Regions from separate parts of the Mus musculus genome. Here region 2 is linked to region 1. The links are chromatin contacts, called in public promoter capture Hi-C maps. All regions are on one chromosome and are shown on one strand. Each heading gives the region's core, a stretch centred on a gene start, on an enhancer-like site or on the middle of the called end of the contact. The rest is flanking DNA. Distances are from core to core; before and after follow the strand shown.

Evidence for each region. Promoter capture Hi-C pulls out the DNA fragments that hold promoters and counts their contacts.
Region 2: a promoter capture Hi-C map of pre-B cells shows a contact between it and region 1, with 6 times the contacts expected there. The contact joins the promoter of Irf8 here to the promoter of 1700016A09Rik in region 1. A contact is called at or near these places in 4 of 39 promoter capture datasets (the C10 cell line, liver and pre-B cells), 2 of 484 Hi-C or Micro-C datasets (embryonic stem cells and pre-B cells), 1 of 115 datasets of contacts at active chromatin or transcription factors (memory CD8 T cells) and 2 of 9 other capture datasets (liver and pancreatic islet).

The regions. Positions count from the first base shown.
Region 1 is chr8:120,532,048-120,539,080 of GRCm38.p6, reverse strand. It overlaps 1700016A09Rik (RIKEN cDNA 1700016A09 gene), which reads left to right and starts at 1,355. Exons shown (of 1, transcript NR_151732.1): 1 at 1,355-2,189. Gse1 (genetic suppressor element 1, coiled-coil protein) reads right to left here and starts at 1,672. Exons shown (of 16, transcript NM_001145896.1): 1 at 1,519-1,672. The coding sequence starts at 1,525. Mir7687 (microRNA 7687) reads right to left here and starts at 385; the gene lies at 327-385.
Region 2 is chr8:120,731,391-120,738,361 of GRCm38.p6, reverse strand. It overlaps Irf8 (interferon regulatory factor 8), which reads right to left and starts at 2,004. Exons shown (of 9, transcript NM_008320.4): 1 at 1,953-2,004.

The sequences.
Region 1 (7,033 bases), core at 106-2,605:
GGCTGGCTGCTCACCAGCGCCCCCTCCCCCCAAGCCTCCTCCGCTCCAGCTGCCAAACCAGGCGACAAAAGCCAACCTTGTACCAAGCCATCAAGGCGCACACACACACACACACACACACACACACACACACACACACACCCCAGGAGGTGGTCAGGCGTGACCCGGTGGCTGTGAGAAGTGTTGAGCAAGCGGCTTCGGCACAGCGAGCCCCATCGAGGGAGGCTGCCAGCAACCCTGTTCCGGTCCACCCGGTGGGGCGTGACACCCAGCATAGCAGATGACACACGCTGCCAGTCGGAGCCTGTGCCCCGGCCCCCCTCACCTGTGGCGGGGCGACTGAGTGGCTGAGTCAGACACAGCCTGCGCCTCAGGTTCCCCGCCTGCGGGTGGGGGCGGCTGTAAACACAGGCTAAGCAACACTTAAGTAGCCAAGCTTAAGTAACACGGACGCCCAGGGAAGGCTGCTCGCCAGGGGGGCCTTGTCTTCCTCGGGAAGAGGGGGTAAACCAGTCTCAGACTGAGACACTGCCAAGCGGCCAGCCAAGACCTCCTGCCTCTTTGTCCCCCAGTGCTGGGAATCGGCTTAGGCCCGATGCTCCCTCCTAGAGCGAGGCTGCGCCTTTTGTTCCGGTCCTCTTTACAAAAGGATCTTGTATTTTGGTTTGTTTTTTTCCCCCCTTCCATTTGGTGGTCTCGCTTGTTTTCAAACCCCAACCTGTGTGGGCCCCAACCGCGACAGATAAGGCACCGCAGGGGTCTAGTAAGGGTTTAGAGTGCTTTAAATGCATGGAAGACAAAGGCTGGTTTGCACCAAACCGACCCAACTCGAGCTGGCACCCCCACCACGGGTGGCAGGTGCGCGGGGGCGCCCCTTGCTCGCTCCCGGCTCCGATGCCCAGACCTGCGGCCCCAAGCCTGCTCCTCGCAGTCCTATTCGGCCCCCGCCACCTCCCGGCGCTCGGAGAGGCGGGCAGCGGGGAGGGCAGCCCAGCTCCCGCTCCGCCTCCAAGAAGGGAATTTAATTAGCCTGCCGGAGAGGCGGCGGGCGACGAGGTGTCTCTGGTGCTGCAATATAATTGAATCGGCTCCACTCGGGCGGGCCACTCGCCGTCAGCGCGGCCGCGGGGGGCGGGGAGGCGCATCCAGGCGGAGCGGGAAGGGCTGGGCGGGGGGTTCGGAGGCCCCTTGGACTGCCACCCCAGGTAAAGCACCCCCCCCCCCATCCAACCACCTGCCTGGGCGCCCCCGCCCCATCCAAAGTTTTGCTACAACCCCGAGCCCCGGAGCCGCCCCCGCGCACTTCCCCGCGCACTTCCGCGGCAGCAGAGCCGGCTGAGCCCAGCGCGCGCGCGCGCAGCCGCGAGTGTGGCTTCAGGTCGGCCGCGCGCCCCGCGCTTCTCGTCCCTCACACCCGCGGGACCTGGCACCGGCCGTTGGCGCCCCTCCCGAGCCCACAAACTTGGGGAGAGGAAGAACGAGGGAACCCCCGCCACCATCCCCCACCCGCGCGCTCACCTTTCATGCCAGGGCCCCGCTGCTCCACCGCTCCTGACACATGCCGGAGCCACCGTCGCCCGGGTTTGTCTGAACTGCTTATCTCACCCGGGGCTGTGCGGCGGCGGCTCCGCCGCTCGGGGAGGTGGAGCTTCCGGGGCCTGGGCCAAGAAACACCTGCTGCTGTCGCCGCTGAGGACACACCCAAGCGCAACGCCGCCCACTCCCCGGCCCCGGCTCGCTCCCGGCGCCCTGACCTCAGCCGGCGGGAGGTGTCGGGTTTCAGCCGCAAGCGCACGCGCGCGCACCGACAGACCGCCCGGAGCACCCAGCGCGGTCACAACCCGCCGGGTAGGTGCCGCCCCCCGCGCTCCTGGCGACCCTGGCTGTCCGGACAGTCCAGGGGGATCTCTCAGAGGCCTCGCGGGCCACTCATCTCCAAGAGTAGGGAGGAGTGGCTTACAACACGCCTGCCATATCCGAGCCTCATAGCCGCCTCCCCAAGCGCCTGGAACAGTGCCTGGCACCTGGCCACCCACTAAGAGAGGGGAGGGATAGGCCTTTCCTTGTGCTGAGTGGAGGGGACCACACAATATAGGCCGTTGGCCTCTCTCGATCTCCAAGATGCCTGATCTATTACCACAACTTTAAAGGACTTAATGTTAAGAGCTCGGGCCACGAGCCTCTGTCCCAAAGTTTTGCAAAGTCTCCATCTCGCTTTAAGGAATTTTTGAGAAGGCCAAACGGCGGGGGCTCTAGTTCTTTAAAGAGCCCATGTTCGAGAAGTCCACGGAGGCGCCGCTGCGCCAGGGGCATCATTAAGTAGCTGGGGTTGCGGTCAGAGGCGAGGCCGCCGCCTCCAGAAACTGGCACAACCCACCGCGCCACCGGCCCCAGCGCACCGCCTTCCCACTCTTGGCACCCCCACCCACCCTACCTCACCCAGGCACTTCACGGGGATGACTCAGGGAGCGTCCTGAAATTCCTCGGCACCCACAGGCGGCGCGGAGAGGGACTGTGGGCCCCAGCGTCCCCGCCCACAACGCGACCGATCCCTAGAAACACCCCCTTCCCGCCACCCGGGAAGCGCGAGGTTACAGCGCGAGCCAGGCAGCCGGGGACCCTCGGCCGGACCCAGCGCGCAGAGAGCAGCCATCGAGGTGGCAAGGTCGTCGCGAGGTCCCGGGGTCTCCCCCGCCCGGCCTTTCTACACAGCTCTCTTAATGATCCTCCACTTTCAGACTTTCAAGCCCGGAGGCCACCGCACCGGGGGGGTTGGGGGGGGAACCTCAGCGCCGCTGCGGGTCTCAACTTTCCACCGCGGTGCCAGCCCCAAACCTGCCCCGGGACATGCCCGCGCAGTGCTCCGCAGGCGCGCGCTGCCTCCCCCGCCTTCCTCCCTCCCGCGCCAGCCGGGACAGCGCCGGGAGCGAGCGCGGGCGCCAGCACCCCCCGTCCATCTGTTCCCGATGACGCCGGCGGCGGGCAGCGCTCGGGGCCCGCGCCAGCAGAAGCCGCCGATGCCGCGGGGCGGGGGCGCACGCCGGGCCAGTCTTGCACAAGCCCCTGGCCGACCACAAACGACAAGGGAAACGGGCGGGCGAGGGAGGGCGGAGTTGCTGCTCCTACCTGCGGCCACCGGGTCCCTGGCCCCACACACGCGCTGCGCGGCCTTTGGTCCACGCGTTAGTTCGCGTCGCCCGGGGCAGCGTGGCCTCCGCAAGTTTACGACGCTGGAGACCAGGAGGATGCGCCGGGCTCCCCAGGAGTGGGGGCGGGGAGAGGCGCCTTTACCCGTCGGGAATCGCACGCGGGAGGGGGGAGGGGGGACAGGGAGGTGTCAGGAGAAACAACTGGCCTCGAGCCGTAAAAACAAAATGAAAAACCTCCCGGGCTGGTCCAACCCCTTTCCCACCTGGATTACTGGCTTGGGGGGGTGGGGAGGGGACAACATGTAAATGAGCAGCTCGCACCTGGCCGCGCTGCCTGCGGGCCAGGTTCCCCAGGTAACAACACCAGGCTCTTCCTCCAAATCTTGTCGCACCTTTCTCCCTAGGGTATCTAGAAGGCCAAGTTCAGTCACCTGTTTGGTGAGAACTAGGCAGGCCATCCTATAAATTTGTGGGTGACCACTATGAGCTACCACCTGTTTTGCTTTTTTTTTTTTTTTTAAGAAGCTGGCTGCTCTCCCCCACCCCACCCCAATACAAGGCAGCTCCGCTGAAACCGTACCCCCAACCGGGGTTTCAAATGAGGTACCTGCCCAGAAAGTAGTCAAGGTTGCAAGCCTGCAGGTGAGCCAGGCATCCTCCCCCAGCTTCTCAAACCAGGAGTCTGGTCTCCATCCAGCCCCAGACTGTCCAAGGTAGCAAGAGGGTGACAGACACCCACGATGGCCACAGGGGGACAGCAGTGAGCCAGCTATGTGCACTCAGGCCAGAAAAGGCTGGCAGTCACCAGGAGATGGATGGTCCTCACTGTCCCTACACCCTGCCCCAGGAAATCAGTAATCCTGAGCAGGGCCTTTGAGTTTAAGGGTGGGAATTGCTCTCTAGCCGCCATGTGGCTGGCCCCTTGTTAACGAGATGTACCCTGTATGGATGGACTGCTAATTCCCGACTCCGAGGCTAAAAGCTAACCTCCCTCTAGTTGCCGCCCCCTCCTCCTTTTTCTCCTCCCCCTCCTCCTCGCAGCTGCTGGCTCCCACCCCACCAGCAAGCTATACAAGCCTTTGCTCTCTGGGTCCTTTCCCTCAGTTCCATTTGTTTAGGGAAGTTGGCTGAAAGAGGATTTGAAACATCAAGTGCTAGGGACGGTCCTGGAAGGTGAGCAGAACCTCTTAGCTCAGGATGCTTGCCCGTCTAGGACACAGGAGCACCCAACTTTCCTTGCTAGGGTTCTGCCACGCTGGGCCACCTAGAATAGGAAGCAGGATTTCCCTCAGCCCAGCCCAGCTAAGCCTGGTTTCCTCTGTAAAAGCCCTGGACCTCAGAAACCGATGAACTCAAAACCCCAGGCAGGAGGGGTTTCTGGACCTGCAGGGTCTGCCAGAACCAGGACAGGTATGGGCAGCATCCACTGGACACACATCAAGTCCCCCCCCCCACCGCCCGGGCCCTCCCCAGAAACAAAACTGAAAATTACAGAGCCACAGCTCAGAAAGGCCACAGGGCAGATACCAGAGGCCCACAGGCGGGCATGTGAGGCAGCCAGAGTTAGGGAGGTGAGAGAGCAGGCTGCAGGCTTAGAGCCTCCTTCACCAAGGTCGTGTTCCCACCTGAACCCCGTCTGAAGTGAGCCCTGGAGGTCAAGTGCCTCCCAGTCTTTTCCTCCTGGGGCTGGGCAGGAAGACATAAGATGATGTGGTTTCCAGTTTTGACCAGTCCGCTGCCCTCACCAGAGGCGACTGCTTTGTCCCCCGGCAGCTGCACCTCCATACACTGGAGCCCTAGACTGCAGCATGGACCAGACTTAGCCATCACAAAGAAACTTTCCCAGCAAAGACTTGCTGGGCTCTTGTCATCCAGTGCCCTCCAGGTCTGGCCAGGCAGGTGGTGAGCACCACTTCCAAGTGTCAATGAACCTGCCTCAAGGTTCTGAAACTGGAACACAAGCCTGACCTACGGTTGCTTACTTACACCTGGCAGTATTCCGACAATCCACACCCCCCACACACCCCCAACTAGGAGACCTTCAGCGGAGTTTGTTACCCTAGTTATCCAGGCAGGGAGGTGGTGTCTCTGAGTTCAGGCTCTTCCTCTGCAGCAGTAGGAAACCCTGCAGAAGGGGGGGGGGGCGCCACTGGCCTTGGGTTTCTAGCATTTTTGCTTTTGCTAAGTCTCTGGATGAACTCTTGGTACCCAGAAAACCACCCTGGTGGAAGGGGGGCTGAGAAGCAGAGAAAGAGGGTCTGCCCAGACTCCATCCATCCTGACCACCTGAGCCAGGCTCTCCACAGCAGCTGGCAAGCCCTCAAACCCGGCTCCACTTTCTTTCTCTTCCCTCTTCCACATCAGCAGCCATCCTTCAAAACCCTGCTCAGATCTATGCTCTTAGAAGGCTTTCCCATCTCTGCCTCTGGAACTCACCTTTCCAGGCTGGTCTTACCGGTTCAGACAAAAGTGGGCCTGGGAAGGCGCATTTACCCTGACTAAACTGTTCTAGGGTGTATGGGAATGACACCCTGTTCTGGGGGGGGGGGGGGAGACCCTTGTCTCACAGCAGTGACTGCCCAGGGCTGGGGGGCTGGCAAGCAGGCTCTAACTGCCTGTAACTCAGGCTTGCTGACCCAGGACATGATGCGGGACAGCGGGGAACGGAAGGCAGCCGGTGACCTTCTAAAGTGGACTCCTTTCCATCTAACATGCGGGTCTGACGGCTGGCTGTTGGGGACTGAGGTCACCCAGGCAGCAGGAAGGGGCTAAGACCTGGCGGATCCCCTCGGCCCATTGGGGAGTTTTCCTCTTAACCCTGGGCCTCGGCGCCACTTCCTGCGCTTTCAGCGCCGGCTCCCACCCGCGCCCCGCACACAGCTGCACTCTTTTACAACCAGTTAACAGCTGTTTTGCATAGATTTTCAATTCTAATTGCCTCGCTTTGTGAGCGCCTCCGAGCCCCGGTGAATGGGGACGCCGTGGCCCACGGCTGGAAGGCGGGCGGGAAGAGGGCACTTGAGGGGAGAAGAAGGGAGCCAGTGTGCGCAGGCTGCCTGCCTTTATGTTTCTAAACAGGAGAAGAATGTCCTGGCCACCAACTGCCCCTGTTCCTGCATCTCCACCCGGAGCCTCAAAATCTGTACCTAACCCTGGCCAGCCCCTCCACCCAGTGACCCAGCCCCTAACCTTCTCCCCACCCCGCCCCGCCCCGCCCACCCCGCCCGAGCAGACAGCTGGGAGCAGCTTCCTATCCTTGCTGGCTCAAGGCCCCTCCCCCTACAAAGCACCCCCTCCACCCAGTCTACCGCAAGCCACCCCTGACAACAGCTTACTAAGCCACCGGCTCAGAGCCCAGCCACCCCCCCCCCCCCAGCTCTCTAGGACTCAGATATGAGAGGCTAATTGGACCATGAAGTTGAGCAAGGAGAAATCGCACTCTCTGGAGACAGCTGGCATCTATAAAAGAGAAATATTTGCATTTAAAACCTTTAAACTTTATATGGCTGGGCCAGGGCCTGGCAGGGGAGGAAGGGGTGGAAGGGGGTTGCTTGGACCCTCCTTCCAGAGGACAGAGACTCCCAGGAGGTGGTTTGAGACTGCTGGCACTACATTTCTGTCACCAACTGCTCTCAGTGGCCTGGCCCTGCTCAGGTCCAAGTTCTTGGCTTGTGAATTCCTGGGGAGAGCCCTACAGCTGTCCACAGTCCAAGCCTCAGAAGTCCCCAGTTACCATCACCCCCAACTCCATTACAGCCTCTTCTCTCTGCTTGCCCAGCCTGGTCTGGCAACTTTACACCCTCATCACACAGTGGCGAGCCATGGAGGAGACAACACCCCCCGCCGCCTCCCTACCCTACCCCACTCAGGAGCTGTCCCCCCAA
Region 2 (6,971 bases), core at 755-3,254, 200 kb before region 1:
GCCATTGGCTCCTAAGTCTAAGGACCCTCACAAGAAAGGCAGGAAAGAAAGGTTATCTCAAGAAACCCAGTATTCTAAGACCACTGAGTTCATAAGTGACAAGTCAGAAAGGAATACCTAGGGAGAGAACTGAAATGGCATTGGGTACCCCTAAAACCAAGTAGAGTCCTGGCTCCAACAGCTTGTTCTGGAGAGGAGATAGGAGGCTCTCCTGGTTTGGTAGTGTCTTGTGTGGCCTCTAAGGATGAGGGTGGGGTGGGAGCTGGGGTCAGGGGTCCAGAGTATCTGAGGATGTGTCCATTGAAAGCCTCAACTCAGCTCCTGGAGATAGATTTGTGACCCATACCCCCATGGTCCCTGAGCCTCCTGAAATCTGAAGGGACTTCCCTGGCATGGCTGGAGTTTTTTCCAGAACAGGAATGGCACTTTCTTGTCAGGGATCCTGGGGTACCCAACACCCCAGAACTGTGAAAGACAGATGTCTTGGTGGGTGACAGAGAAAAGGGGTGTTTAAAAGGAAAGGTGAATGGCAGACCATGGAAGCTAGGAGGTTAAAATTCTCTAACCCAGCCTCTTCTACACTCGGAAGGGGGAGAGACTGGGAGGGACCACCATCCCCTGGGCAGGCACAGCACAAACTGCCAGCACCCTGCCAGTGACAGTACACACAGAAGGGATGCTTTCTTTCATTCATTCTGCAGATGAAAGAACACCTGACAGGGTCCGGCTCTCAGCACCTGGACAATCTCCTCTATTGCCTTGGAGGCCAATCTGAGGTCCTAGACAGGCATAGCCTGACTCTCTTACAACTATGGACAATTAATGGTTTATAAACACGCTCACATGATTCTAGCTTCCTCTTCTTGATTTTGAGGCAGCATTCCCTGTGGGCCCAATCCTGCCTACAGCTAACTTACATCTAGAGCAACGTGTCTTAGGTCAGGCTTCTCACAAGGCAGGGGACAGAGGCTCGCCTAACACAGCTGTCAACATCTGCACCAGCCATGTTTGGCGGGGCTCACACCACACCGTAATCCCTTTCATTCAGCCCTGGGCCACAGTCTGACCACCACTGAACGGAAATCCATCACAGACCCATCTCTTTCTGGCCCCAAGCTTCCTCAGGGACACTGAATCGGTCCCAGTTCTTCATGAAGGAGCCTGCCATAACTTAAAGGGACAAACCTAGAACTGTCACGAAACTGCTCTTATCGTTTGACTTTAAAAGAAAAAAACAGGGCCATTGAGCACCTGGGCACCCCCCAAGCTCCGCCTGAAATCCTAACACTCAGAAGAGGTAGGCGGATAACCGGGAGCTCATTGGAATGAGCCTGGGCTACAGAGTGATACCCTGTATCAGAAACAAAACAAAAACAAACAAAACAGTGATCTACCATTTTAAGATTCTAGTGAATGGTTTCTATTAGTTTCTACCCCCTGAACGCCCTTCCCGGCTGTGGGTAAGTAATCTTTCTCACCAGGGGAAAAGTCTGCCCCTATAGCCTGGGGCCAAGCTCACAGCAAATCTGGTCTTGAGAGCTGTGTGGGACCCACACGGAAGACTTTCCTTCCGGGGCCAGCTGGGCCACTGGACAATCAGAGAAGTCCAGCGCCACTGGGCAATCAGATTGCCACTAGTCAGAATCAAAGCCAGTCGGTCCCTGGGCGAGCCCAGTCGCGAGCTTTGGATAGTTCATGCATGGAAGCCGGGCTGCCGCGCGGTGATTGGCAGATCTATTTCTCTTCATTATGAAGTTGGCCATCAGGCAGATTTTAAAGGGAGAGGTGTTTGTTCATTTGGTTGGGTTTTGTTGTTGTTGTTGTTGTTGGTTGTTGTTGTTGTTTTTGGAGAGCAGCCAGAGCAAGCACCTGCTAACGTGCTGTGCACTCCGTTTGGGCGAAGGTGGGAGAGCCACAGCCCCGGCCCCCGCGCCCACCCCATCGCGTCCTACCTGCCGCCGGTTCCCACGCTGCCCGCGCCTCCGGGACCGCCCGCGGGCTCCTGGAGGCCCGTACGCGCGCGCCTGCTTTTATAGATGGGGCGGGGGAGAAGGCGGGTCCCGCGCGCAGAGCGACGGTCGCGCGAGCTAATTGAGGAGCGGGAGGGGCGCTGGCGCGGCCCAATCAGCGCAGCCTGCCAAATCCGCCTTCTCTGAAGCGCTCTCTTTCCGAGAAATCACTTTTGCACGTCCCCGACCCCGTGGAGTCCTTTTCTCTCTTTACTCCGGGGGCGGCGGGGGAGGGGGCTGCCCCAAAAATGGCCGGGGGGCTGGGGCGTCTGCCTAAGGTCAAGGAGGCTGGTGATGCACGGATCATCCTCGGGGTGTCGTTCAGGTTTGGAGAGCCTCTGTCCCGGGCACGTGTCCAGGGGCACCCTGAGTGTCAGCTGCTCAGGCTGGAGTTTCAGAGCAAAGACCAGTCCCAGAGCTGCGTGCTGGGTGACAGCCACTTGCAGCGCGCCCTCCTGGATGGAGGATGACCGCCTGAAATTGCGCAGGAAATCTGGGAAACCAGGGGAGTCGCGAGCGCTGAGGCTGGGATGCCCCCAGGAAGGCTACGCATTATCGGTTCCCTTGTGTCCCCCAGTGATGTCAGGAGCCCGGTCGAGCCTGTTCCCAACCTGAGTAGGATGTGGGAGCGGGGAGCCTTAGGTGAGGGTCGAGAGGGACTTTCGTTGCAGGCTGCCCAATTACACACCTGCGGCCACGCTTACAGGACTCTCACCCGTCTGGCTTTTAAAATACTTAGGAAAACGTTGGAGCCGCGACAAGAATTTTTGATTGGTCCACAAATACAAGAAGTATACGGCTAGGTTTCAAATAAATACGAATTCAAATAAGGATTTTCCAAACAGAACCTTCTAACTCTAGTTTATCCTGATGAGCATTGTGGTATACCTGAAAGGCACTTAAGACATTACCGGGTATTAGTTCAATGATAAATACCATCCAACAGTCAAAAGCCAAGTGGAGTTCCCTGGAGCCAAGGAATTTCAAATGAAAACTACTTTTCAAAGCTCATTTGTTTTATTACTATTATTATTGGGTTTATTGTTTGTTTTCCAAGACAGGGTTTCCCTGTAGCCCTGGCTGTCCCCGAACTAGACCAGGCTGGCCTCAAATTCACAGAGATCTGCTAGCCTCTGCCTCCCAAGGGCTGGGATTAAAGGTGTGTGCCACCATAGTCCAGCTCAAATTCTTTAATAGTAATATGGGAGTGTTTTAATAAGTGTTTGCTGTGAAGGGCAGAGTCCAGAAGTCAGACACGCTCAGATTACTACAACAGACTCCTGTGTGCATTTATACCCCTTTCATTTCCCAAATAGGCACCTTATAAGCGTATGCAGATTTTCCTACTTACAAATATCAAAGGCACAGAACAGATCCCAAATGTCCACCCAGTGTGCCTGCCTCTTAGCTAAAGGTAGAGAGAGATTAGGGACACCAGCCCTAGCTTCTGGTCCTAGCAGCAGGTGTCTCTGTACACACTAGAAGACACCAGCCCAGCCTGCCTGACAACTGTCCTGAAGCCATATACATCGGGGTGTGAGTGGGGTCTATTTTTTTCTAACTGTTTTCCTAGAAGTCTGAAATAGCTCCACTCAGGACCTAAGAGAACCCAAGCCACCTACAATGGGCACTGACTCACAGCTGAATATTGATGGGGTCTTTGAGGGTGAAGCTATGAAGGTGGTGTCTCATGTGAGCCACGTGTACATTTCCCACACGCCAGCGATAGCCACTCAGGAGAGATTCAGTGTAGGATCTCCTGGCATAAGTCATATGTCGGGGGTGGAGCTAGGTCACATCACTGCATAAGAGAAGAGGCATGTGCAGGGCTTAACTAAGGAGAAGAGGCCCCGAAGTGTTCTAGAGAGTCCATCACCACCTCCCAGCCTCTCCAGAGGAGGCAATTAAACATGTCCTCCAGACCCAGTGTACTGACTGGTTCTCTGGGACAACCTGACACAACCTGGAGTTATCACAGAGAAAAGAGCCTCCCTTGAGGAAATGCCTCCATGAGATCCAGCTGTAAGGCATTTTCTCAATTAGTGATCAAGGGTGGGAGGGCCCAGACCATGGTGGGTGGTGCCATCCCTGGGCTGGTACTCCTGGGTTCTATATGAAAGCAGGCTGAGCAAGCCAGGGGAAGCAAGCCAGTAAGTAGCATCCCCCCGTGGCCTCGGCATCAGCTCCTGCTTCCTGACCTGCTTGAGTTCCAATCCTGACTTCCTTTGGTGATAAGCAACAATGTGGACGTGTAAGCTGAATAAACCCTTTCCTCCCCAACTTGCTTCTTGGCCATGATGTTTTGTGCAGGAATAGAGACCCTGACTAAGACACCCAGAGAGCACACCCCCACCCAGAGAGACCAGGCTGCTGTTGCTGTGACCCAGGCTTTTTCTGAGGTTCCTTGCTATGGGTACTGTCACCAAATCTCTGTCCCTGTCTCACTCTCTCTGTCCCTGTCCCTCTGTCCCTGTCCCCTTTCTCTCTCTCTCTCTCTCTCTCTCTCTCTCTCTCTCTCTCTCACACACACACACACACACACACCTTCCTGTCACCTAAAAACTGCCTCCTCTCCACTCACTGTGTATGGCCACTAGAACAAAGACAGGCACTCCTCACCCACTTGTGTCAGCAGGTCCTTCTGAGGAGAATCGGTGCTCAGAGAGGCCATGTCCAGGGAAATCCTTGGCTTGTGAGCTCGTTCATCTCCAAAGCCAGCAAATGTGCATTCATGTCCCTGGCTCTTCTCTACAACCTCCCTGGTCCACTAAGGCAGCGGTTCTCAACCTGTAGGTCGGGACCCCTTTCACAGAGTTGCCTAAGACCGTCTGCATATCAGATATTTACATTATGATCCATATCAGTAGCAAAATTACAGTTATGAGGTAGCAGCAAAATAATGTCATGGTCTGGGTCAGCACAGCAGGAGGAACTGGGTTAAAAGGCCACAGCATTGGGAAGGTTGAGGGCCACTGCACTAAGGGTTTCGTGGCTGTACTGGGTTCAGCTGGATGACCCAGAGTCGTTGCTCTAGTCAACGTCAGATGAGGAGTATCAGTCCCTGACATCATTCTTGGTTCTGTGGATTTTGACTTGGACATCTTTGGGGAGCCATTGTTCTCCTACCACCTCCTTCTCCTCAAGATCCAGCTTCTGACCTCTTTCCTATGCCGGCCTTCATGGACCTTAATTTTAAAAAACCCAGATTCCAGCCACACTGATATCTTTTAAAAATTACATTTCATGCTTTAATTTTTTTAAATTTATTCTAAATCTGTGTGCATGTGTGTGTGTATATGTATGTATATGTGTGCGTGCATGTGTGTATGTGTGTATATGTGTATGTCTGTATACTCATGTGCATGTGTGTATGTATGTGAGTGTGTAGTCCAACTTACTCCTCTTTGTTCGTGATCAAAGTCCCCTGTGTCCTACTGAAGCAAGCTTTGCCAACCCCTTTCCTGTGTAGGGAGGTTGCTCCCCAGTGAGCATGTTACCCTCTATGTGTGCCCCCCCCCAAAAAAAACCCTGCATTTTTCAAAGCCTTTCTCATCTATGCAGGTCTACCACCTGCAGTCTGATGGGGTTCCCAGCACACACACATTCATACGCACACTCACATGCACACACATACCCGCATATGCACAGCACACATGCACAGAAGCACACGCACATATACACACATGCACACTCACACACACACATATATACATGCACACTCACACACACACACAATAAATAAAACTGATAAAAGTGTGAATTGGTTGTGAGCCTAGCCTTTAACGGCTGAGCCATCTCTCCAGGGGCTGGTGAGATGGCTCAGTGGGTAAGAGCACCCGACTGCTCTTCCGAAGGTCCGGAGTTCAAATCCCAGCAACCACATGGTGGCTCACAACCATCTGTAACAAGATCTGACGCCCTCTTCTGGAGTGTCTGAAGACAGCTACAGTGTACTTACATATAATAAATAAATAAATCTTTAAAAAAAAAAAAAGTGTGAATTGGTATTCTGAGTAGTGGGAGGAGCCAAGGCTGGAGAGACACCAAGTGGTCTAGAAAGAGCAGCTAAACCAGAGGTGGGCGGGGCAACACCTGGGATCCCAGCACTAGGATTGGCTAAACCAGAGGAGGGCGAGGCAGCACCTGGGATTCCAGAACCCGGATTGGCTAGGCCAAGGTGGCGGGGCAAGCCTGTGATCCTCGCACTGGGAGTTAACTTTTAGCCTGGGGAACACATTGAGCCTCTGTCTCAAAAAGAAAAAGAAAGGACTTCTACTCAGAACACTTTGTAAAATTCCTGTGAGTCAATAAGAGAAGACAAACGACAAACTGAGCTGTAGTACAGCTCCGCGGTAGAGGCCATGTTTAACCCAAGCAGGGGCGCTGAGTTCCGAAGCCGGCACCGTGAAAGAAGAAAAACCAGCGCGTGCTGGTTCCTCCCGTCCCAAGAAGAATCACTTCTGTCTGGTCAAATCCCAGAAGCCACTTCGTATGTGTTTGAACACTACCTCCTCGGAGCACGATGCAGAGACAGCTGTGGCTCACAAGAGCATCTGGGCTATTAGAGTACTAATCCTGTAACCCTGGCAACAAAGGCCAGAGTCTGAAGACTTCATAGCCACTGTCTGTCTCTAGCGCAGCCTCTGTGCATCCGTGGGTTATCCCTCTAGCCCAAGCAAGTGTTCAGGGTTTCTGCCCCACCCCCGAAATTATTTATTTGCACAAAGCTGACCAACTATGGGGGTCATTAACGATCTCAAAATATCTTTGTGAGGAAAAGGACACAAAACAAATGCCAACTCTGAGTTGGTCCCTCTTAGGAGTATCGGCATTAAGTAGGCTTAACTTACCAAGCCCTGAGTGCACAGACTTGTCTCCAGCAAGCAAGCTGAAAGAGGAGGAGAGAGGGAAAGACTGACAGAGTAAGGAGAAGGAGGGAGGGAGGAGAGGGAGGAGGGGGAG